Regions from separate parts of the Mus musculus genome. Here all the other regions are linked to region 6. A link is a contact called in public HiChIP or PLAC-seq and promoter capture Hi-C data. All regions are on one chromosome and are shown on one strand. Each heading gives the region's core, a stretch centred on a gene start, on an enhancer-like site or on the middle of the called end of the contact. The rest is flanking DNA. Distances are from core to core; before and after follow the strand shown. Region 1 holds the start of Phldb3 (pleckstrin homology like domain, family B, member 3). Region 2 holds the start of Tmem145 (transmembrane protein 145). Region 3 holds the start of Erf (Ets2 repressor factor). Region 4 holds the start of Plaur (plasminogen activator, urokinase receptor). Region 5 holds the start of Zfp575 (zinc finger protein 575). Region 6 holds the start of Erfl (ETS repressor factor like). Region 7 holds the start of Cxcl17 (chemokine (C-X-C motif) ligand 17).

Evidence for each region. Promoter capture Hi-C pulls out the DNA fragments that hold promoters and counts their contacts. HiChIP or PLAC-seq counts read pairs in DNA pulled down with a chosen protein or histone mark.
Region 1: a contact with region 6 is called in a promoter capture Hi-C map of stem cell-derived epiblast-like cells, with 3 times the contacts expected there. The contact joins the promoter of Phldb3 here to the promoter of Erfl in region 6. A contact is called at or near these places in 6 of 39 promoter capture datasets (the C10 cell line, embryonic stem cells and stem cell-derived epiblast-like cells), 4 of 115 datasets of contacts at active chromatin or transcription factors (embryonic stem cells, forebrain and pancreatic cancer cells) and 2 of 9 other capture datasets (adipose tissue and embryonic stem cells).
Region 2: a promoter capture Hi-C map of embryonic stem cells shows a contact between it and region 6. The contact joins the promoter of Tmem145 here to the promoter of Erfl in region 6. A contact is called at or near these places in 4 of 39 promoter capture datasets (cranial neural crest, embryonic stem cells, frontonasal cranial neural crest and 1 more).
Region 3: a contact with region 6 is called in a promoter capture Hi-C map of embryonic stem cells. The contact joins the promoter of Erf here to the promoter of Erfl in region 6. A contact is called at or near these places in 3 of 39 promoter capture datasets (cranial neural crest, embryonic stem cells and second pharyngeal arch cranial neural crest), 1 of 15 datasets of contacts at CTCF or cohesin (embryonic stem cells) and 3 of 115 datasets of contacts at active chromatin or transcription factors (embryonic stem cells and memory CD8 T cells).
Region 4: a contact with region 6 is called in a promoter capture Hi-C map of embryonic stem cells. The contact joins the promoter of Plaur here to the promoter of Erfl in region 6. A contact is called at or near these places in 1 of 39 promoter capture datasets (embryonic stem cells) and 1 of 115 datasets of contacts at active chromatin or transcription factors (memory CD8 T cells).
Region 5: an H3K4me3 HiChIP or PLAC-seq map of forebrain shows a contact between it and region 6, with 4 times the contacts expected there. The contact joins the promoter of Zfp575 here to the promoter of Erfl in region 6. A contact is called at or near these places in 4 of 39 promoter capture datasets (cranial neural crest, embryonic stem cells, maxillary cranial neural crest and 1 more) and 4 of 115 datasets of contacts at active chromatin or transcription factors (embryonic stem cells, forebrain, neural tube and 1 more).
Region 7: a contact with region 6 is called in a promoter capture Hi-C map of embryonic stem cells. The contact joins the promoter of Cxcl17 here to the promoter of Erfl in region 6. A contact is called at or near these places in 4 of 39 promoter capture datasets (the HPC-7 cell line, cranial neural crest, embryonic stem cells and 1 more).

The regions. Positions count from the first base shown.
Region 1 is chr7:24,609,691-24,612,930 of GRCm38.p6, forward strand. It overlaps Phldb3 (pleckstrin homology like domain, family B, member 3), which reads left to right and starts at 1,638. Exons shown (of 15, transcript NM_001102613.1): 1 at 1,638-1,888; 2 at 2,807-2,989; 3 at 3,186-3,240. The coding sequence starts at 1,655.
Region 2 is chr7:25,304,205-25,307,474 of GRCm38.p6, forward strand. Tmem145 (transmembrane protein 145) reads left to right here and starts at 1,904. Exons shown (of 15, transcript NM_183311.2): 1 at 1,904-2,079; 2 at 2,885-2,959; 3 at 3,074-3,151; 4 at 3,244-3,270. The coding sequence starts at 1,960.
Region 3 is chr7:25,248,874-25,252,099 of GRCm38.p6, forward strand. Erf (Ets2 repressor factor) reads right to left here and starts at 1,885. Exons shown (of 4, transcript NM_010155.3): 1 at 1,706-1,885. The coding sequence starts at 1,727.
Region 4 is chr7:24,461,126-24,464,213 of GRCm38.p6, forward strand. It overlaps Plaur (plasminogen activator, urokinase receptor), which reads left to right and starts at 1,358. Exons shown (of 7, transcript NM_011113.4): 1 at 1,358-1,442. The coding sequence starts at 1,385.
Region 5 is chr7:24,585,767-24,589,053 of GRCm38.p6, forward strand. Zfp575 (zinc finger protein 575) reads right to left here and starts at 1,875. Exons shown (of 4, transcript NM_001033205.3): 1 at 1,685-1,875; 2 at 1,392-1,476; 3 at 888-1,051; 4 at 1-372. The coding sequence starts at 963. It also overlaps a transcript of Ethe1 not described here.
Region 6 is chr7:24,943,514-24,946,426 of GRCm38.p6, forward strand. It overlaps Erfl (ETS repressor factor like), which reads right to left and starts at 1,258. Exons shown (of 6, transcript NM_001370804.1): 1 at 902-1,258.
Region 7 is chr7:25,411,414-25,414,729 of GRCm38.p6, forward strand. It overlaps Cxcl17 (chemokine (C-X-C motif) ligand 17), which reads right to left and starts at 1,473. Exons shown (of 4, transcript NM_153576.2): 1 at 1,289-1,473. The coding sequence starts at 1,367. The region is part of intron 3 of 4732471J01Rik (RIKEN cDNA 4732471J01 gene); the gene reads left to right.

The DNA.
Region 1 (3,240 bases), core at 388-2,887, 330 kb before region 6:
GTAATGGAAACAATAACGGGATATTTCACTGAACTGATAAATCCCGATGTCTGACTTCTTGCACCCTGCTTGCATGACCAGCTCCCCTGCCCCTGTCGCTGCTATTGTCCCTCCTGTATTGCCAAATAGTTATGAGTACAGATCTCGAGAGACAAAGCAGGTAGTAACAGATGTGGGCTGAGAAGGCCGAGAGTGTAAAGCTCTTGCTAACAAGATGATTTGAGTTCCATGCCTGAATCCCACGTTGGAAGGCACCACTTCCCAAAGATGTCCTATGAGCTCTTTACATGTTGGGTGCCACTTACATACCTGCACTATCTTTCACATACACAAGTAATAATAATTTTAAAAAAGTCATTTAGAATGCTTGTAGATCCTAGGTGTATTTGTTTCCTTCAGCCTCGGTCCCCACAACTGTACAATGGAGACGGTCGATCTCTTTTTTTCTATGGGCTGTGGTGTGGTATGACACTGAGGTGTGTCAAATGTTTTGCACAGCTCTTGATGTCTAACAGTCGGGTTTTGCATACCAGATATTTTCCTGTTTCTGCCCAGAGAGGAAAGGGTCTGGCTGTGACCTTTAACCTCTGTGCCCCACCCCATAGTAAACTGTGTGCGCGTGGGGCACACTCTGTCTCTGGGCAGATCGCTGACTCAGCCCGGGATACCCCCTCCCCTTGTCCGGCTCCCTAAACCGGTCAGGGCCCTTCCAAAGGGCTTATTAGAGGGGAGAGGCCCCCATCTTCATTCCTATCTTCCTTTGAGGATTTCCTAGGCTTCGGCCTTAGGGAGGCTGCTGTATGCAGGTGGCTAAGAAGCCCGGCCCTCCAGGGGCACCGGAGGCTGAGTGGGAGGTCTGGGCGCTGGGCTCTCTCTGGGTGGGGCTGGAGGGGCCGGGATGGCTGGGTGCCTGGGCTGCGGGCGGGGCAGGCTGCTGGCTCCCTCCTCCCAGGAGAGCTGTCGGACCTGTTGTCCCCCCCTCCACTTCCGGGCTGCTGGGGAGGGGGACGGGGCGGCCTCTCTCTCCTCCCTCCTTCCAGCCACCTGTTTAGCCGCAGGAGCGGCAGTGCCCAGTGCAGAGCCAGAAAGAAGGTTGACGACCTACGAGGACCTCCTCCCGGGAAGGAACGGAGGCGTTGGGGCCCCAGGCATATCCGGAGAGGTAGACATTGCCAGCCCCGAGTTCTGGATCTTGGGGTGAGGAGCCTCGGACGCTGATTCCTTACAGGTGGTTCGGGACCCAACTGTGGAGCTCCAAGGAGGAGAGCCGGGCTAGTCCCGAGAGGGTAGAGGAGATGGAATCTCTTGGAGGCAATCCGGGAAACTGGAGAGGGCTGCAGAAGGGGCTCAGGGATGACACATGGAGCAAAGGGAAGGCTCAGCGTGCGACGCCCCAGCACGGGGAGCGTTAGGACCCCGGACTCAAATTCTCTTCCCACCTCTAGGTGTGTGTGTCACCTTCGGAGCCGACAGCCTCTCCCCAGTCGCGAGCGGGTCCCCAGGAAATCTACGCCCGCGGAATGTTCAGAGCTGGTCTCTGAACCTTTAGGTTCCGCCCTCTGGGCAAGCTCAACGCGCTCTAGACCACGCCCACAAACATCAGACCACGCCTCTGAAACTGACCACGCCCACACCACAGGAATCCGAAGCGGCCATGGGGACACCCAGCACCCTAGAGGAGGGCTCCTCGTCTCCAAAGGTTTCGGAATGCGCCGTCGAGGTCCAGCCTCAAGGGGCTGTGCAGCCTCAGGGGCACCCCGAGGATCCCAAAGAGCACAAGGAGCCCGAAGTCCCAGCGGAGCTTCCAAGTTGCCCCGGAGCTGGGCGGCAGGCCGAGGAAGAGGAAGAAGTGGAAGAAGGTAGCAGCACCGAGAGCTGCCGCGAAGAGGTGAGGGATCATCCCCCCGGGGGGGCTGTCCAGACGGACAGACAGACACCCAAGACGACACAGAAGAACATAAAGAGAGAGACTAGACAGAGACCCAGAGTCAAGGAGAGTACCCATAGACAGGCAGAAACACCCTGTTAGACAAAGTTGGATTTGAAGCCAGAGAGACTCGGGTAGAAACATAGAAACTAGATACGACAGAGACACAGGGAGTGAGACATAGACCTAAAAGAGAGACACAGGGAAGACACACAGACCCAGAAGAGAAACAAAAAGAAATGCCAACATAGAAGAGTCTAAGTCAGAGAGAGGGACGGGGGTGGGGGTGGGGGGAAGAAGAGCGATCCAGGGACTCTGAGAAAGAGATCCCAAGAGGTTGAGACTCAGGGACAGATGAGCTCATCGTGTACAAAGACACTTGCTGTCAAATCTGACGACCTGGGTTCGATCCCCAGAACCCTCATTGATGTAAGGCAAGAATCTTCTGATTTCCACTAGCATTCAGGTACAAAAAAGAAAGAAGGAAAGGAAGGAAGGAAGGAAGAAAAAAAAAGAAAGAATAGAGGAAGAAATGGAGGAAGAAAAAAGAAAAGGAGAGAGAAGGGAGAAAGGAAAAAGGAAAAGAAGAAAAGGAAAGGAGGGAAGAAATGAGGAAGAAAGAAAAAAGAAAGGAAGGAAGGAAGGAAGGAAAGAAAAGGAAGCAAGCTCTGCTAGTTCAGCTTCAGAGCATAGTGGCTTTGTATGATGGGTTCAGAACCTGCCGGCTTCCCCGCTTCACGGTCTTCCATTCGGACCCGAAAGGAAGTAGTTGAACTTGGCAGCTCATGACCCCCAGAGGCACTACTGGGGTGGGACCAGACCTGTTTGGTGACTTGAGGGGGGCGAGACTTGTTCTCATCACACCCTCTCTAATTTCAGCCCGAGGCTACGCCTGCCGCGCAGATTCCAGCCACACCTTCCCCATGCCTCCCTTCTGGGGAAGAGCTGCGGGGGGCAGCGCGGCGGCTGCGAGGACAGCAGCTGGAGGCACTGACTCGCGTGGCTCTGATGGAGCAGCGGGTGAAGGAGTTACAGCGCCAGAAGAAGGAACTGAGGATCGAGGTGAGGATGGGGAGATCTTGGGAAATCAACCCGTGAGGGAACCTGCGAGCCAAGACACCGAGTCCATTCTAAACTTTAGGATCCTTTTTGATAAGCAGCAGGTGTTCAAGGCCCGAGGCCTTTTCCAGACTTCCCATCTCCCAGCCCCTTCCTCCACTGGCTGCTGCACCCAAATTCTCGCCTTGTTTTTTCGCAGATGGAGGTGGAGGTGGCCCTGCTCCGGGGTGAGCTGGCCGGGGAACGAGTGGCCG
Region 2 (3,270 bases), core at 654-3,153, 360 kb after region 6:
TGAGACAGGGTTTCTCAGTGTAATCTTGGCTGTCCTAGAACTTGCTCTATATACCAGGCTGAGCTTGAACTCAAGAGATCCACCTGCCTCTGCCTCCCGAGTGGGAGGGCTTTCTTTAGCTCTAAACTCCAAGGCCAAGATAGATATATCACCTGTTTCCTTGTTGGAGCCCCAGGAGCCAACAGGAGAGGGTACATGTCTCTCAGTGTTTGTTTGGGGTTGTGGAGACAGGAGGATTCAGAGTTTATAGTTATCCTCTGAGCCAGCCGGAACTATGAGCCCAATAAAACCCAACAAAACAAAGTGTAACAACTCTCTACTCCCCCAACCCCCATAGAGTAAAATTTTTCATCATCCCTCTTGGTAACAACTGGTCACATGGTAAAAAGTTTACACTCAGAGTTTTCCATGCATTTATTTTTTTCTTCTCAGTTTGTATGTTTTAATTTGTTTAGAATTTTTCTTCCGTTTTTTTAATTTTCTTTCTTTCTTTCTTTCTTTTTTTTTTTTTTTTTTTTTTTTTTTGAGACAGTCTCCCTATGGTATAGACCAGACTGGCTTGGAATTTGGAGCAATCCACCAGTCTGTTTCCCAAGTACTGGGGTTAATTGCATGTACCATGTCTTACTCCAGGAATTTCATTTATTTGCTATTTTGGGAATGTGATTCAGGACCTTACACATAAGCTAGGCAAACATATTACCACTGAGCTACATCTCCAGCCAGAAAGCTTTTTGTTCATACTTTCCTTTTCCTTCTCTTTTCTTTTTTCTTTTTCTTTCTTTTTTCTTTCTTTCTTTCTTTCTTTCTTTCTTTCTTTCTTTCTTTCTTTCTTTCTTTCTTTTTTTTTTTTAAGACAGAGTTTCTCTGTGCAGCCCTGGCTGTCCTGGAACTCACTCTGTAGACCAGGCTGGCCTCAAACTCAGAAATCCGCCTGCCTCTGCCTCACATGTGCTGGGATTAAAGGCGTGCGCCACCACTGCCTGGCTTTTTTTTTTTTCCCCCATTTTTAAAACAGATTCTCACTTATGTGGTCCTGACTGTTCTGGAATTTAATGCAGAGACCAGTCTGGCCTTGAATTCACAAAGAATTGCCTGTCCCCCTACCCCGCAGATGTGTCTAGCCAGAAAGCTTTTGAAATGGCATTTTGAGCAGCAGTGAATGAATTTTCTGCAGTGGAGGGTGAAGGATAAAGCTAGGAATATTTGTTGGAGTCTGATGCTGGAAGACCTTCCCAGGACTCTCAGTTGCCCTATGGGAAATGACAGAATTAATAGCAGCATGGGTGGGGGTGGGGGGCATCAAACTACACTAAGGGATAAGAGGCCCAGTGATTTGTCCTAGGTCTTCTGGTAGGGACATGACAAAGCCAGCCCTGGCAGCTAGAGCACTGGCTCCTCCATATCTCACCTTTGTCTCAAGCAGCTGGGGTTCACACCCTAGGGGTGGGGCAGGCAGTCAGGAGTGATTGTTTTGTTAGAAGGTTTTACTGTGTGTGTGTATGTGTGTGTCCCAGAACAATGTCTCATCTTCTGTGTGTCTATGGGCACAAGGTTTGCCAAATCTAGAGAATGGGTAATAATAGAATAATTTGGGGTCAAAACTGGGGATCAGTGGTCAGGACAGAGCTCGGTTTTCTCGGTTAAATCCTGGAGTCTGCAGTCCAAAGAAGACCCTTGCTTGCGGGAATGTGAGTTCAGTTTAGGACACACGCATCCTGAGGTTTCTTTGAGACGCCTGTAGAAGAGGATCACAGCTGGGGTGAGGTGACAAGAGAATGTTCTCTCTCAGGTGGGAAGAGTAGGAGACAGTTTAGTCCATCCCGGAGGAGGGGGCGGAGACCGCTGCGTCCAGCGGCCCCTTTAATCGGGGGCGCGCGCTGGCCAGCCCGCGCGCTCTCGCCTCCGTCACCGGGCCGGAGCGGGAGCCGGAGCCGAGCCGAGGCCAGAGCGGGAGGAATGGAGCCCTCCCGCGCGCCCGTGCTGCGCCGCCTGCTGCCGCCGCTACTGCTCTTGCTGCTGCCACTGTACCCCCGCACCCGGGCCAAGTACGTGCGGGGCAACCTCAGCTCCAAAGAGGTGAGCACACCGAGCCATCTCCTAGCGTTCCCTGGCCCGCGGGACCCAAGAGGGGATGATGCCGCCCCGCCCCCTGCGCCCCTCCCGGGCCGGGGCGTGAGGAATGGGGGCCCGGACCAGGGAGAAGGCTGTGGGTTGGGGGTTGCATGGTGGCTGTCGAGGCCAGCCTGGGTGGGGAGGGTCGGTAGGCAGAGTCAGAGTTACGGGGAACAGAGCTGCACCATGGTGGTGCTGAAGGGACAGCACCCCTCACTCCACCAAGTGGAGGTTGCCTGGCCTGCTCAGGACCAGCAAGGAAGGTTTGGGAGATTGCCCAGGATGTCATGATGGCATGGTTTGTGGGACCACCTTGGGGCTGCTCTCTCTCTCTCTCTCTCTCTCTCTCTCTCTCTCTCTCTCTCTCTCTCTCTCTCTCTCTCTCTCTCTCTCTCTCTCTCTCTCAGCATGTGTGTGCATGTGTGTGTGTAACTGGGGGAATGCAGCTGAGAAAGAGTCCAGGACAGATGGTGGTGGGGATGTGCACCTGGCCATCCCTGGTCTTTTTCAGTGTGTCTGGAAGATGGGGAGGAGGAGGACGGGGGTGGGGGGGAAAGAAACTTGAGGGACATCTGAGGGAGAAAACCAGGGCAGCAGAAAATCGGACACACAGCAAAAGGATCTGGAAAGAATTCTGGAGGTGACTTAGCTGCTTTGTGGTGTTTGGGAAGCTAAGTGGCTTTGGGTAGAGAAGAAAAGTTGAGGGTCTGTGGGTAGGGTCAAGCTGAGTTCTTGAAGGACTCAGATCTCACTGGATTCTTTTTGCCAGGATTGGGTGTTCCTGACAAGATTTTGTTTCCTTTCGGATTATGGACGACTGGACTTCCGATTCCGATACCCCGAGGTGAGTCTCCCTAGCCACTCTCCTTAGCTGAGGCTGGACACTCCCTTGGCCCTCCTTGGCAAAAGCTCTCCAACTGCTATAAACACCCCAACCGCCAAATCTCTGGGTCTTCAGGCTAAGTGCTGTCAGAACATCCTCCTCTACTTTGACGACCCATCCCAGTGGCCAGCGGTGTACAAGGCAAGGGACAAGGTGAGAGCTGTGAAGAGTGGGTATGTGAGGGGTGTCCAGGGACAGAAGGCCACAGCCATTCAGAGGGTGACCATGCCTCTGCCTTGCCCTAGGACTGTTTGGCCAAGGAGTCGGTGATC
Region 3 (3,226 bases), core at 635-3,134, 310 kb after region 6:
GGGGTTTGAGGAAAAATACATCTGCCTCCCGGGGGGCCTCAACACCTCCCCCACTCCAGGCAGACCTCGATGGCGCCAGAGCCGGGAAGAAAACAGGAAGTGGGAAACAGCCACGGCGGAGCAGAAAAACGCCGGGATGGAGGATCGGATGGAAGGGCTAGCAGTGGCCAGCAGTCGGAGAAACAGACCGACCTCGAGGCCGTTCTGGTCTCTCGCCTTCCCTTGAGAATCTACACATGACTGGGACCCCAGACAGGGTTGCAGTGGCCCTACAGGTTCCGTCAAGCCAAGGCCCGTAACATAGAGGGAAGACAAGGCGGGGTTGTCTGGGCGCCTTGGTCCCCTCCCCGGTGAGGCGAGGCTCCTGCTGCCCCCAGGGCCCGGCAGCTCACGAGCCTGTGGGAGTCGGGGAGTGGGGAGTAAGTGGGACGCACGTGACTGACCCTATGGCACTGCACACCCCTACCCCACTCCCGACCCCCTTCCTTGGCCCCAATCCCCTGGCGCCGGAGCCCTGCTCCGAGCCCTTTAAGAGCCGCCCCCACCCGCCGAGCAGGGAGGTGGGGTGGGTGGGCCGGTCGGGGCACACACCCGCACATAGGAGCCGGAGCCGCGGCCGCCGCCGGGGGAAGGAAACAAGTTTGAACAGCGGCGCCCGGCCCCCTTCCCCCTCCCCTCGTCCCCGCCCCGGGCCGGATTCCGACGGGGCAGACGGGCAGGGGGCGGCGAGGCCCCCTCCCCCCGCGCGCCCGGGCGCAAAGTCCAGCCTGTGCGAGCCCGGGGGCGGCGGGGGAGGGGAAGGGGGAAAGTCCGAGTGGGAGGGGGGGTTAATCCTGCTGCCCCCCGCCCGGCGATGGGGGGGGAGGGGAATCCTGGCCCCTTAAGGAGGAGCAACTTGGCGGGGAAGAGAGGGGCGGAGGGAAAAGACGGCCCGCTGAAAGAAGCGCAGGATCGGGGAGGGGGAAGGACGAAGGGAGAGCCTCTGCATTCCCCCCCCCCCCCCCATCTTTCCCACCCTCCTCAACTCCCAGCCTCCGCCCGCGCCGGAGGAGGGTACCCAAGTCTCCCCTGAGCCACCTTAAAGCCGCGCGTTCTAAGGTCGGAAACAAAAAGTTCCTTTTTCGAACGTTCGGGCTGCGCTTTGGAACTTTGCGACTCAGTCCGGGCGGGGGAGCGAGGAGACGGACGGGGGAGGGGCGGTGCAGCCCGGACCCCGAGTCCCGTGTTCCCCTCTCACGCCCAGCTCCAGGCCATCCCGTATCCCGCTCACCGGGTGCTGGGCACGCGCTGCCGTGAAGGTCACGGGCCGGACCGCGCAGCGCAGAACCGAGCATAGCGGGTCCCTGTACAGAACCCCCACCTCGCACCGCACACGTCCCGGCCCCCGGAGTGCAACGTGACAGAACGACAGGGAGGGGACTCTGCCACCCCAGTGATCCCGGGAGAACCCAGGTTGCCGAGTCCGGGAAGGGAAAGCCCAGCACCCGCAGCACCCATACCATTCCGAAAGGATCCACAGAATTGGGGCTCCCAGGCAGCACCCCAGCTCGCGCCTCTAGAAGCAACAGGTCTCGAGTGCTTGGGGGTCCCCAAGAACTGGGTATCAATCGGGCTCCCCAGAACCCCTTCAGCCCCCACCCAAAGTTTTCCCTCCCGGTTTCCCGGGGCAACAAGTCTCCCCCACACGTGCTGCCCCCGCCCCCACCTGTGTCCGCCGGGGTCTTCATGCTGGGGGGCCCGGGGCAAGGCGCCCCAACTCCGGGCCGCTGCTCCTGGCGCCCGCGTTGCCCCGTCCCGTCCCGCGCCCGTTGGGACGCCCTCGCCGCCGCACCCGGCCTCGCCTCTCAGAGCCTCTCCCCTCCCCGCCGCCGCCTCCCGGGTTAATATCGCACTCCGGGGCCGGGACGCCCACGCCCCCCGGCCGGCGACGTCACCGCCGCGTCGCCATGGAGACACTGTGCCCGCCCCCTCCCGCGCACTCACACACGCTTGCCGGCGCGCAGCCACTGAGGACCGGCCGGCTCTTGGCTTAAAGGGGCCGCGCGGCGGGGGGGGGGGGGGGGGGAGGAAGGGCAGGGAGGGGCTGGGGAGGTCCTGGGGGTCACGACCCTTCTTGGAGGCTCTAAGTCAGAAGAACTTAAGTCTTCAGCACTCAGTACCTGCTGCCTCTCTTCTGCCCTTTCCTGGCTCCAGAGTTTCTTTTGGGACCTTTTTGGAGGAAAGGAATTATATGAAGGGGGACGATCAGAAATTTTTGTGGGGAAGGGGCAGAGTCTTCTCCGCAGGGGGGCGGAGTCTGGATCTTGGAGGATGATCAAGAGCACAGCCATTTCCCAGCCTGAGTTTACCCAACCCCCTCAACCCCGAGCCTGAAAGAGGGCAGCTGTCCAGGGGTGGGGTGGAATGGGTGGGAAACATTTCCCAGCATCGGAAATGGGGAGGCGGCTGTACCCTCGACTCCTGTGGAGATGGGGTCTTGGCCTTCCTGATAGACCCAGTCCAGCTGGGGAGGAAGTGACCAGAATGCATTCGGGAGCCCCCACAATCACCACTGTCCCTTAGGCTGCAGCTGTCCTGGGAACGCGGCCGGAGGTACCCCCACCTCCACACTGGAGCAGGGGGTTCCGGAGATAGTGCCAGGATGCTGGGGGCGACCCAAGTCTGAACAAATGTGCTCCGGAGGAGCATTGGGGGTCGCCAGGAGAGAGGAAGACAGGGCTTAAGACCAAAGGCCCGAGCGTAGGGGAAGTGTTAAGTCTGTGTTCGCTGCAGCAGATAGGAGGAATGGATGGAGCCTGAGGCTCGGGAAACAGGAAATCGGGGTACCGATCGGATGCAGGTAGGCAGCCTGCTACTGGGTAGAGGGGAAGCAGAGCTATATTCTCATAAACTAAACCTAAACAGTCTCAGGGAAATAATGAAAAATAAACCAACCGGAGTTACCAAAGGAAGAGATAGGGGACTAGGAGACTGAAAAGATGATGAATCAGAGCCGTGAGATGCGGCAAGCAAGAGGGAAGGCCTATCTGGCTCAGGCTATAGGTGCTTAAGGCTTCAAACCCAAACTTCTCCGTTGTTGGGTTCCTATTCAGCCTTTAAACCAGCTCACGGGTGCTAGAGAGAAGTCTCATGCCTCCTCCTTAGGGAGACCATGGCCTCCAGGGAAGTGTCACCCCTTTGGGAATTATGTAACCTTGCCTACGGACAGTGCAGCTCCCCACGGATA
Region 4 (3,088 bases), core at 108-2,607, 480 kb before region 6:
TAGCCTCCCCCAGTGAGGGGTTGGGGTGTGGCTCAGTGGTAGAGCCTCTGCCTAGCCTCCCCCAGTGAGGGGCTGGAGGCGTGGCTCAGTGGTAGAGCCCCTGCCTAGAATCCCCCAATGAGGGGCTGGGGGCATGGCTCAGTGGTAGAGCCCCTGCCTAGAATCCCCCAGTGAGGGGCTGGGGGCGTGGCTCAGTGGTAGAGCCCCTGCCTAGAATCCCCCAGGGAGGGGCTGGGGGCGTGGCACAGTGGTAGAGCCTCTGCCTAGCCTCCCCCAGTGAGGGGCTGGGGGCGTGGCTCAGTGGTAGACTCCTTGTCAATCCTGCAGGAGACCTTGGGTTCCGTGTTTCCCAGCTCAGGCTTCAGTGACTCGGTACTCACAGCAGTGACATCACTACTGTACGGGTGCTACTCATTGCTCTCTGCTCTCTCTGGTTCCCACTCATCAGCCACACTGAGCCGCTCTGAGTGATTCTTTGCCCTCAGGGCTTTTGCGATGACTCTTTCCTCTCCCTCAAAGGCTTTCTGTAGGAATCCACTAGACTTCTTGCACACCTTTCCTGGCTGCCCTCCGCATCACCCTCCCAAAGCAATTAAGCCATTTACCTCTCTCCCTACAGTTTGTTCCTCTTTCAACTTGTTTTTCCCCTGGTTTCCGACTGATGGGAGAGATTAGATAACTAATGTATCCTCCCCATCGTAATGGCAGAGGGTGGCGTCCTTGTGTTTCCTGCTGTGTTCCAGTTCCTGGAACAGTGCCCAGTACCCAGGAGGTCCTTGGTCAGGAGCTGAAGGAATTTTGCCCTCTAGTTTGGCAAGTTAGTGTTCCACATGATTTCCCTACATGGAATTGTACCGCCTCGGCCAAGGATGGTAGCGTGCCCATGATCCAGACTCGGGGGAGACTGAGGCAGGAGGTTCCTGAGTTCAAGGCTGGTCTTCATAGCAAGACTCTCTCTGGAGAAACTCAAATAAAACAAACTTTGAAAACATAAACTCTGATTGGTAAGAAATAGCCAAGGCTAGAGAGGATTCTAACCCTTGCTATTTGGTTGTCTTCCTTTCTCCATCATAGTCTCTCTCTCTCTCTCTCTCTCTCTCTCTCTCCCTCATCCCTCCTTCTCCCTCCCTCTCTCCCTCCGTTCCTCCCTCCCTCTTTCCCTCCCTCCTTTTTTGAGACTGCATCTTACTATGTATGGAAGGGGCAGAGTTTCTTGAACTATGGAAGAGGAAGGGCTGGGGGGGGGGGGCGGGGGCGGGGCGGGGGGAGGCGAGGCAACCCCTGGAGCTGACTCACTCTTTAGCAAACAGTGGGAGGAGCCCTAGGGTCACAAAACTGTCTTCTTCCCCTCGGTCAGTCTAGAGCAGAGGTGAAGGAAGAACCCATGGGACTCCCAAGGCGGCTGCTGCTGCTGCTGTTGCTGGCGACTACCTGTGTCCCAGGTAAGAGCTGCGTGGTGGCACCGGGCGTGAGCTAGAGGAGGATGGCCCAGCGCTCCACCCTTCTATCCAGCTATTCTCCGGGTGTGTTCTCAGGCTCCACGTGGCACAGTCAGACTCCCGCAGGCATTCATTTAGTAAACGCTGATCCCTGGTGCACAGTGCCTGGCACACTGGAGGACGCGGAGGAACAGAGAGGTTAAGAAGCTGGTCCAAAGCCTCACAGCTAGGGGTTGAATGATAACTGGACATGTGACCTCACAGCCACTCCCCACAGTGTTTTGGTCTGTGTGGGGATCCCACTTTGGGACAAGACAGGGGCTCAGGGGTCTACATCTCAAAGGTCCACAGAGTTCAGCGGGAGCCCAGGGCCTGTCCCTCGAATACACTTGTCTTTTACTATGTTATGTCCTCAGCCTTCTTCCTCCAGGAAATGCGGGGGAAATGGTGTTGAGAAAGTAGAGGGAAATGGGGAAGGAATTGAGTCAGGGTTTGGCACGGTGAATAACTCGGAAAGCCCTCTCTAGTCCGCGGGAGACCGGAGATGATTAATGGGGTGGGAAAAGATCTCTGGCGGGGCCTGGGTGGTCTGGGAGCTAGAGGGGGGAGGGGTGGGGGTGCAAAGGGGAGGGGCTCTTGTTGAAGAAAGGATATCTGGCACAAAGGGACCGGCTCTAAATTGCAGACCGGATCTCGGGGCTCAGACAGGACAGTTCTTACTGTGAAATCCAACCCCGGGAGGAGGGGACCCTGGAGTGGGGCTGCCACCTGGGGTCAAAACTGGCTGTGTGGTTCAGGACAGTTACTTAGCCTTTCTGTTCCTGGAACTTGTCTGGGAAATGGGGGCCAGACTAAGGCTAGGCTGGTGCAAAAGTTCTGATTAGAAACTGGGCAGTCGGGGGCTGGAGAGATGGCTCAGTGGTTAAGAGCACGGACTGCTTTTCCGAAGGTCCTTAGTTCAAATCCCAGCAACCACATGGTGGGTCACAACCATCTATAATGAGATCTGACGCCCTCTTCTGGTGCATCTGAAGACAGCTACAGTGTACTTACACATAATAATAAATAAATCTTTAAAAAAAAAACGAAAAAAAAAACTGGGCAGTCTGAGGCGGGGGGCTATAACATTGGCGAGACGTGGCCTAGGTGAAGACCTGCAGGAGGGACTTCGGTCCTGGGGTGGGACAAACGTTTGGGGGCTGAGGTGGGTCTTTGAAAGTGGTTCTCAACCTTCCGAATGCTATGATCCTTTAATACAACTCCTCACAGTTTGGTGACCTCCGACCATAAAATTATTTTTGTTGCTACTTCATAACTGTAATTTTGCAACTGTTAGAAATCTTCATGTAAATATCTGATGGGCAGAATATCGGATATATGACCCCTCCTGAGGGTGAGAACAGCTGGGCTGTGTGCTGTTAAGCCCCGGCAGGGCTAGTCTACCAAGAACAGAGTAGAGTGTGATGGGAAAATAGCCTTAATTCCAAGGCAGGTGGATTTCTGACTTTAAGGCCAGCCTGGTTTACATAAATAGTGACCAGCCATAAATAGTGAAAACATTTCAGAAATATTTAATAAAATAATATAAAGGTAGGAAGAGAATTTAGGGAAGGAGCCAGAGTATGGGAACTAGCGTCTAGAAGGAAGCA
Region 5 (3,287 bases), core at 625-3,124, 360 kb before region 6:
AGGACTTGGGGCAATCGGGGCACGGGTAGGGACGGGCGGGTGCGTGCGTCCAGAGATGCGCCGCCAGTTTGGAACGGTGGCCGAAGGCCTTGGGGCAGTGCGGGCAGGAGTGCGGGCGAGCTCCGCTGTGCGTGAGGCGGTGCGCAGCCAGCTTGGACGGGTAGGAGAAGGCCTTGGGACAGTCGGGGCACGGGTGCGGGCGGGTGCCGCCGTGCGCTAGCCGGTGCGTGGCCAGCTTGGATGGGTACGAGAAGGCCTTGGGGCAATCCGGGCAGCGGTGCGGGCGCTGGGGAGGGGGCCGCCGGCGGGGCCGGGAGGGCACGCTCCCAGAGGCAGCGGGCTGGTTGGGCCTCGGCAGGTCCTGGTGTGGGGCTGGGGGACAGGAGAACTGGTGGGCTTCTAGAAACAGGCACACCCTGGGTCCAGGCCAGGCTCCACCTCCCAACACTCTGTATAAAGCAGGGCCTCACCATGTAACCTTGGCTGGCCTGGAACACTCTCTGTAGACCAATTGGCCCCAAACTCACAGGGATTCCCTCTGCCTCTACCTCCTGAGCGCTGGAACTAAAGGTGTGCGCCACCACGTCGGGCCCTGTCATCTCTTAATACTAGAGGGGTATCTCAAAGTGTCCGAGGAGGCAAGTGTCACACTGGTGTCCCACTCGAGGACATTTCTGCTTGCCCTCTGACCCCACGTCCTATGAGCGCCTCAAAGAGTTGCCAAGCCAGTGCCGAAAGCTTCTAAAGTGTCCATTTCCAACACTACCCATAATCCCCCACAATCTGCTAAGGGTAGTGGTGGTGGTGGCCCCAATGGTCATTACGTTGGTTCTCCTGGGCTGTCACTCCTGGGGAATGATCCCTATGAGAACCTGGGCTGCTCTCACCTTTGGTCTCCGGGTCCTGACAGGTGGGACTAGGTTCCGAGGCCCTGACCTCGGACTTCACGCTTCCACCCAGCATCTTGCTGGCAGAGGGACCAAGGGGCAGCTGGGCAAGGGGCGAGGATGGCGCCAGTGGTTAACAAGTTCATGGAGACAGGGGTGCGGGCCTAAAATCAAAAGGCCAGTCTGTTTAGAACCAGGCTGTTGGTTAAGTCTAGTCCTAACTCAAGAGCAGAAGGCTGGAAGGTGGAGCCTAAGTACACACTAGGAGGGGATATGAAAATAAAACCAAGAGATAATCTTTTCACTGGGTGGGGTGGGGCTATCTCAGAGTGGGCGGGACCGCTAAATCTGGAGTGGGCGGGGCTATACAAAAAGAGCAGTCAGTGGCCCGGCCACCCAAGCCCAGGGGCTGGTCTTTGAGCGCAGTGGGTGTGCCCTTGGCCACCCTGTCCCAGAAGCGCTTTGGGTACAGTGGAAGGGATTCTAGTAGAAAGGGGGGCTTACCCTGTCTTTAGTCTCAGCCTACTGATGCTGTGTCGCTAAATCGCATCTCTGGCATAGAACTGGGGACTCAGAGAATTAGGGAAACCTGGAGAAAAAGACGAAAGGAAGGTGTGGCTTATAGAACCACCTAGAGACCCAGAATATAGACTTTCATGGAGGGAGTCCCAAACGTCTGGCATCGCATGCACTCCTCAAAAACCAGAGCACCGAGATCCATATCTACCCTTCGCGGAGAGATCCTAGCGGCCAGCCCCCAATCCATCTCCAGGAGACCAGGACCCAGCCCTTCTCACCTGCAGGGCGGTCCCTCCCCGGGGGTGGGGCTCCGGAACCCTCCCGTCTCAATTAAGCCTCGTGAGCTACCTTGTAGCCCTCGGACCTGCACCTCCCAGCGGGCGCTGGGACGCCGTTGGAGGAGAGAAGAGCGGGAAGGAGATTGCCGAGCCGTAGGGCCCAGCTTCACTTCCATCCCCTCCTCCCATCCGGGGCTGGAGGGGGCGTCGGCACGCATGCGCACTCTCGGCCAGCAAGAGGCTGCAGAGGGGGAAGATGTGATGGAAGGAGGGAATGACTGAACCACCCAGCTGGCAAGTTAGTGAGCAAGCGCGAAGCTATCCGCCTAAGGATCCTAGCTAGGAAAGTGCACATCTGTAAGGATGTGGTTAATCCCTCCTGTTTTCTCCTTCCTGTGATAGGGTCTCAAGTAGCCCAGGCTAGCATCAAACTCCCTACATAGCCGAGAATAGCCATGAACTGGTAGTCCTCATGTCTTCACCTCCCAAGTGCCTTGCTAAGACAGACTGCACAGGCCCGCTCCCCCACCCCTTCCCCACATTCCCACTCCGGTTTCTTTTTGTTACTGCCCCTGTTATTTTCTTTCAAATGTTAATTACATTTAGTTACTTGTTTGTCATTGTGGATGTGTTTGAGTGTGGTGGTCAGAGGACAACTTGTGGACTCTTGTGGACTCTTGTGGACTCAGTTCTCACTTTCCACCTTGTGGGTCCCAGGAATCGAACTCAGATCTTCACGCTTGGCTGCAGCTGCCTTTAACCACTGAGGTGTCTCTTTGGCCTTGCATTGAGAATTCCATGTATAGTCTGAATTCAGCCTTTGGGAGCCGTTCAAAAAGCTCAGGTCGATTCGATTCTATTCCTCCAAGCCTTTACAGAAAGTTTGGCTATTTCTTCAGAAAGGGCAAGGGGCAGTACTCAGTTGACCCCCCGAAGGCACTTGCATAGTACTTTAGGCACCCTTCACCGACATTTACCACGCCTAGCACCCCGTGCTACCTACTGCCCCTCCCTAGGTGGCCTAGGAGTGCCAGGCCAAGGGTGACATTGAGTGCTTGGCCTACTTCCAGGCAGCGACAGTACAACTTCCTGCCCAGCGCTAGTATGCCTGTGATGTGCTCATAAAAGTCCTCCGCACTCAGCCGGATAATCCATGACGTCTGGTCAACCCTGGGAGTCACGGGAGTTATTTGGTGGGGCTGAGTAACTGGTTTGCGCTGGACTCTGCCAATTTCTAGTCGTGTGACGATGAAGAAGTCACCTTACAGTTATGGGCCTCAGTGTCTTATATTATATAAGTATATTAGAGAACCAATGGAAACCGGCTTAAACATTGCTATTGTTCAGGCAGTGTTGCTTTTTTTTTTTTGACACAGGGTCTTGCTACATAGCTCTGGCTATAGAGCAGGCTGGCCTCCAAGACACAGAGGTCTGCCTGCCTCTGCCTCTGCCTCCCCAGTGCTTGAATCAGTGGTATGCACCACCAAGCCCTGCTCCAGCTAGTGCTGTTAAGCACTGAGTCTCTCTCTCAAGTTCCTTTATGAATATTTTAAAAATTACACCGTGAGTGTGGTGGCGCACGCCTTTAATCCCAGCACTCATG
Region 6 (2,913 bases), core at 8-2,507:
CCTGGTTCCTTGGAGAGCTGGAAGGAGATGCAGAGATGCTGACAGAGACAGAGACAGAGAGACAGTGAAGAGATACTTGGGCAGTGAAGATATGGCAGAGGTGGTCCAAGGATGAATTACACAGGGGGTCCAAGACATCCCCAGACCAAAGCTCGAGTCTAGGCACTTCTTGCTCCCAAATGGGCTGACCCCAGGTCTGGCTCCAATATTCTTCCCATAGATCCTGTGATCTCTCACGCCAAATATGCAGATACAGTTTTGTAGACTCTCAGACTTGAACTCCAGCCCCAATCCAGACCTCCTTTCTCTCTCTCCTTGATCCAAATCTCAGCGCTGATCCTCAGTCCCAAGCATCCACAACCCCAGTCCTGACCTCCATCCCCGACGAGTCAACTCCATCTCCAAAGAGCTGGGGCTTCAGCACCAAATATCCCCGACTCTAGTCTCTAAGCTCCAGTCTTGACCTTTAAAACCCATGGTACTCTGATCCTAAATGTCCAGCCTCCTCAGGCTCAAATACCCAGACCCAAGCTCAAGTCAGCCTTCAGCCCCAACCCCCAAATAGTCACACTCTAGTATGTCCTGTTCCCATTCCCAAGGCTCCCATATGCACACTCTTCTCTCCCATACCTTGCACCCTAGTCTCGAGGTCCTATCTCCAGGGCTCATCCCTCCCACCTCGCACCCCTGTCCACGAGATGCTCCGGCGGGATTCCCCCCAACTCCCCAGAGTTAAGGCACAGCCGTGCCCCGCTGACGACCACCAAGCTGCCCCGCCTCGGACACCCCCAAGTTGTCCCGGGGTCTCTGGGGACCACCTCCCGTGCCCCGGGCCCCCGCCCCGGACAGCAATCCCCGCCCCTCATCCCCGCCCCCGAGACGGCCCGCGGCGCTCACTCACTTTCCGCGCCTTGCGCATCCGCTCCGGTCCGGGGAGAAGTGTTTAAAGTTCGGATCCCGCAGCCATGGCCCCGCGGCGTCCTGGGGAAGGAGACCCCGGGGCGAGGGACACAGGATGTTCGGAGTCCCGCGAAGACGGAGACTGAGAGGATGGGGTCTGGAAGTCCCTGAGACAGCGTGACAGAGACAGGGAGACAGAGACGAGGGGCACGAGCAGAGACGGGGAGATGCAGAGAAGAGACACCCCAAAAGAGACGCGCTCAGAGGACGGACGCGGGAAGCTGCGAACCCAGCTCTGGGCCAAGACGCGGGGGACTGTGTCTCTGAGCCCCCTCCTCCCCTGCAGTTCCTCTTCCTCCTCCTCCTCCTCCTCCCTCGCTCCTCCACGGCGCGGCGCGCTCTCCCGCCCTCGCGGCCGCCCGGCCGGGCTCGGCGCGCAGATATATGGAGGCGGCGGCGGCGGCTGTGCGGGGGAGGGGGCGGGCGCGCGATCGATGGAATATAATTTTCCTCAAACTCGGAAAATAAAGTTCAGAGCTGATCAAATTTGAAAACAGATGTCGAATTGCGACTCTAAATAAGGTTCGATCCCGGGACTGAGAGAGTGGGGGTGGGGTAGGGGCAGAGAGACACCCCTAACACCTTTCCCCTTTCCTCCCCACCTCCTCCTCGTCCTACATGGGGAAGACTCGCAGACAGACGGACAGGCGGTAGAGAAGGAACCGCTGCTACACATAGGTAAAGCGGGTCCTGGCCTATGCAAGGAGGGACACACACACAGCCTGGACTGGGCAGCTGACACGCAGACATAGGAACACATAGAAACAGTGACATAGACCATGCAAACACACACACACACACACACACACACACACACACACACACACACACGACACAGATGCACCATACAACACAGAGCCGGGCACATCACCAGCGAGCATGACCTGTATTCTAGACACAAATTCGTCACACAAACCTCCCCCCCCCCCATCGCTTCCTTCCTGATCCACCCTCACAGGGAGTGCACAGACACAGGGTGTCACAGCGACACATACCCCACATCAGGGTGCAGACCCACACTGGACAATCACAGACCGACTGGAGTCCAGGTTGGACACCCTGAGGCGCTTTCCTTCACACAGGCGCCGATTTAGTCTCACAGTGCATACCTGCTGGGAAAGGCTCAGCCAGTTTGCTCTCACTGGAAGATACTATCAAGCATCTCCAGGACCCCCAGAGCAGTTCATCATCCACGGGACCTGCTGCTGCAGCTTGACCTTGCTCTCTAACTGATCACCTTCCCTTTGCCCTCTCAACGCCACCCTTTTGGGGCCTCTCTTCCCCAGTTTGTACTCTCCCCTCACTCCCCATGTCAGGCCTCTCCCCACTGCCAAGCCCCAAGAACTCATTGTGTTTTGTTTGGATTGTGGTTTCACGTAGCCCAGGCTGGACTCAGCATATTACTATGTAGCCGAGGCTGTCCTTGAGCTCTTGCTCTTCCTGCCCTGCCTCCACTTCCCAGATGCTGAAGTTGTCAGCATATTGCCACCACAGCCTGACCTCTAAACCTCATTATTTGGGGTAAGTGCGGCCTCTCCCAGGAGGAGCAACTATGTTTCAAGACTGGCATGCCCAAATGGATACTTTGTGTCCAGAACCCTTAAGTGGCAGTCACCACTCCAGCCCTTCAAGAGCAGACATTCATCATCCATTTTGCCTACATCACTGGGTCTTAGTTTCCTTATCTGAAAATGGGCTAACTCAGAGTGGTGGGTGGGTCAAATGCATTGCTTGCTATAAACATTGATTTTTCCCAAGTAATCTACTAAAACTTGTGCAAACCTAGGCTTGACTGACCTGGTTCCACCTTGTTCAAACCCAGGGAGGTTAGTGGGAAGTCCGATCCTCCAACCCCCACTGGGAGCACTGCTTCCCAAAGCTGTACTGAAGCCCTTGGGAAGTAAAGAGTGTGACCTAGGGTGTGTCATTAGTTGCATGGTGACATTCCCCAGA
Region 7 (3,316 bases), core at 223-2,722, 470 kb after region 6:
AGAAGAGGTGCCCCCAGTGTGAGACAGACCATGATGTACAAAGAGTCCTGACTGAGCTGTGCATAGTCAGCGTGGAGAGCAGAGGAGTGGAAAGGTGTTAGCCTTTGAATTAGATGTGTGAGTAAAGTTGAGCTGGTTTGAAAACACAGGACCTGTTGGGGATCAGCAGCCTAGTATGGTTGGAGCATAAGTGCATCTTTGTGAATGAAAGAAAGTGGACTGGAAAGGTGTGTTGTGACTAGAGCTTTGAGTTCATGGGGAGGACTCTAGCCCTGGTGCCCATATAGTGATAGAGAAGCCTTCCCTTCCAGAGTGGCCACTATGGGCCCCAGGACTGAAGAACTCAGAGAACTTTCCCTACAAAGGAAAGAAGTTGGACATTGCCAGAGGCAGGTGATCCTGGATTTAGGATCACATGATGCTGAGTATGCCACAGAGTACCTCACCCACAGGAGAAAGGTACATGGATAGAGATGATCTTGCTTCTGTGTGGTGGCTCTGTGAAGAGCTGGGAAACACTGGCTGTGGTGAAGACTAGAACAGATTCAGAACCTCTACCGAGTCTGCTTCAAAAGGGACAGACCATTCAACCAAGCCCGGGATGACTAAAATGTCTGCATGACTACTGCCTGCTAATAGGACTGACCTGGTTTGTATCATCACGAGCTTACTTGGCATACTCTAAAGTTATAGGACTCCTCATTTCTTTGCCTTCCACCACAAGCCTCCCACCCCCAGTTGAGCCCTGAGAAAATCTGTGACTTTTCCAGGAGAGGTTGGGAAGGTCTGGGAAGTGGATCTTGGCTGGGCTGTGTGTACACTTGTGTGTATGCTGCCAGCTACAGTTGCAGACATGTTGGGAATGTGCCTTAAAGTTTACAGAGTCCTTTGGGATAAAGAGGGTCCTTTCTTTTTGCTAATGAGGATTCTGGTACTGAGAAAGACTAACTTAATTACCCCAACTTGTTGCTAAAAGAGTATTTTAATGCACTTGTTGTTGGGTTTGCCATGTTTTCTACCCCATTTCTTCCCCACAAAATCAAATTAATCTTTGGTGTGCACATGGTTCTGGTGAAGTAGAAATTAATCTTGAGCCAGGCATGGTGGCACACCTATAATACTGGGACCCAGGATACTGTGGTCGGAAGAGTCCAAGTTTTCGGTCAGCCTGACTACATATCAAGAGCCTGTCTCAAGGGAGAGAAAAATAGAAGGGAGGAGGACGGACAAAATAAAGAGGAAGGGAGGGAGAGAAGGAGAAGAGAGAATATCATTTCATTGTATTTACCTGGGTTCGGGCTGCTGAAGACCATGGACATGAGCATCACTGGAAGCAACAGAAGGAAGGGAGAGGCTAGAAGCTTCATTGTGGCTGTCTGTTGGTTCTTAAAGGCTGTGTGGATTGTCACCAGTTAGAGGCTTCTGATTTCTTGTAACTGCTCAGGTGGAGTAGTGTCTACAATTTAATCCTACACAAGAACACCCTTGGGAAATCAAGAGCAGGAAGGCGGTGCTGGTCAGTTTAGTACCAGATTGGACCAGGTCTTTACGGGAATGTGGGAGGTAAAACTGGCCAAACAAAAGAAACCACACTCCAGAGAAAGGAACAAATGACTGACACCTTGGCATGTGTGTGTGTGTGTGTGTGTGTGTGTGTGTGTGTGTATGTATGCTTGACTCCTCCCCCACTGTGGGGGGTTTCATTCTCTAAGCTTTTTTCTCACTTGAATTTCCGTGTACCTTTTGGCTGTTTAGAGCAAAACCGAGGCACTGCAGGCTGACAAAGAGAGGCTGACAGCTGCGCTTCCTCTCTCCACCCATTTGTGATTGCCAGCACAGTAGATGGAAGTGCTACTGCCTGGACAGTTGTCCTGTCCTCGCACTGTTGACAGATTCATCCAGTTCCCTAGCCACTCACAAGGGAAGCAGAGTTCAGTTAAGAAGACGTTCACTTTGGGTGTGCTGGTGTGTGCCAGCACTGGAGGCTGAAGAGGGCTTTGAGTTTCCCCTCCCCTCCCCTCCCCTCCCCTCCCCTCCCCTCCCCTCCCCTCCCCTCCCCTCCCCTCCCCTCCCCTCCCCTCCCTTCCTTTCCTCTCCTCTTCAATTCTCTCTCTCTCTCTCTTAACAAAGAAAGAAAAACAAAAATGAAGGGCTAGTGGCTGCCTGGCGAGTGAGCTGATGATCTAACTTCAATCCCCACTGTTCACAGGAAGTAGAGAAATCAGTGCATTGTCCTTTGACTGCTATAGTCATTTGGTGCATGCACACTCCCCTCATCCTTAAATAACTGTAATGAAGAACGAAGGGCTAGGGATGTAGCTTAGAGATAAGATGCTTGACTAGCATGCACAAGGCTCCAGGTTTGATTCTCAGCACCATAAATAGCAAATAAAAACAAACCAGCAACAATGCACAAATAAAATCAGAGTCAGTTATCTTTGCCTCCAAACTCTTTCCTGGAGCAGTGGGGAAAACAAAGCCTCCTCTTGTTCATCAGGAAGTTGGCTATGGTTTAGTTGCTCCAATTTACAGGACACGGTGTGTGTGTGTGTGTGTGTGTGTGTGTGTGTGTGTGTGTATGTGTGTGTAAGATCACCAGAGCTTCAGGTCCAGGAATATATGAACTATAGGCAAAAAGGGATTCTTGAACTGTGTTGGTCCAGGTTGGTGGAGTTCTTGGTTCAAGGCAAAAGGAGAAAGCTGATAATGCCCACAGTCAACATTAAAGACGATTGTGCCAGCCAGCTCACGAGGGAGGGGAGCGTTTATTTCTGAAACTTGCACTCTTAGAGGTGTTATTTCATGGCCTGTCTGCCCTGTCATTTTTGAGCCTGTGCTGAGATACATCATGGAGAGAGTGCATAGTGGAGGAAACTGCTCACTTCTCGCATCTAGGAAGCAAAGAAGATAGCAAGAACCATAAACCTAATAGTTCATTTAAGGGTGTATACGCCACCATGACATAACTGTTTTCTACTGAACTCTGTCTCCTAAAGGTTCTTCTGATCTCCCACAGACTGGCTACCCAGCCTTTACCTCATGGGCCTTTGGGAAGCACTGAAGATCTAAATTATAACAATCTTGGAACATCAGCACTGAATTTGGTGTCTATTTGAGGGACTTTAAGACTGCCAAAGCAATAGGGATTGATGAACTTAAATATTGGGTGACATTTGTTGGAGCCAAAGGGACAATGAATAAGGAAGTCTTTTCTAGAAGCCTCCAGGAATGAGAGGATATATGAATTATTCCTTCAAAAGAAGTGAATTGATAAACAAAATTTTCATTATTTATTAATTTATTTACTTTATATCTT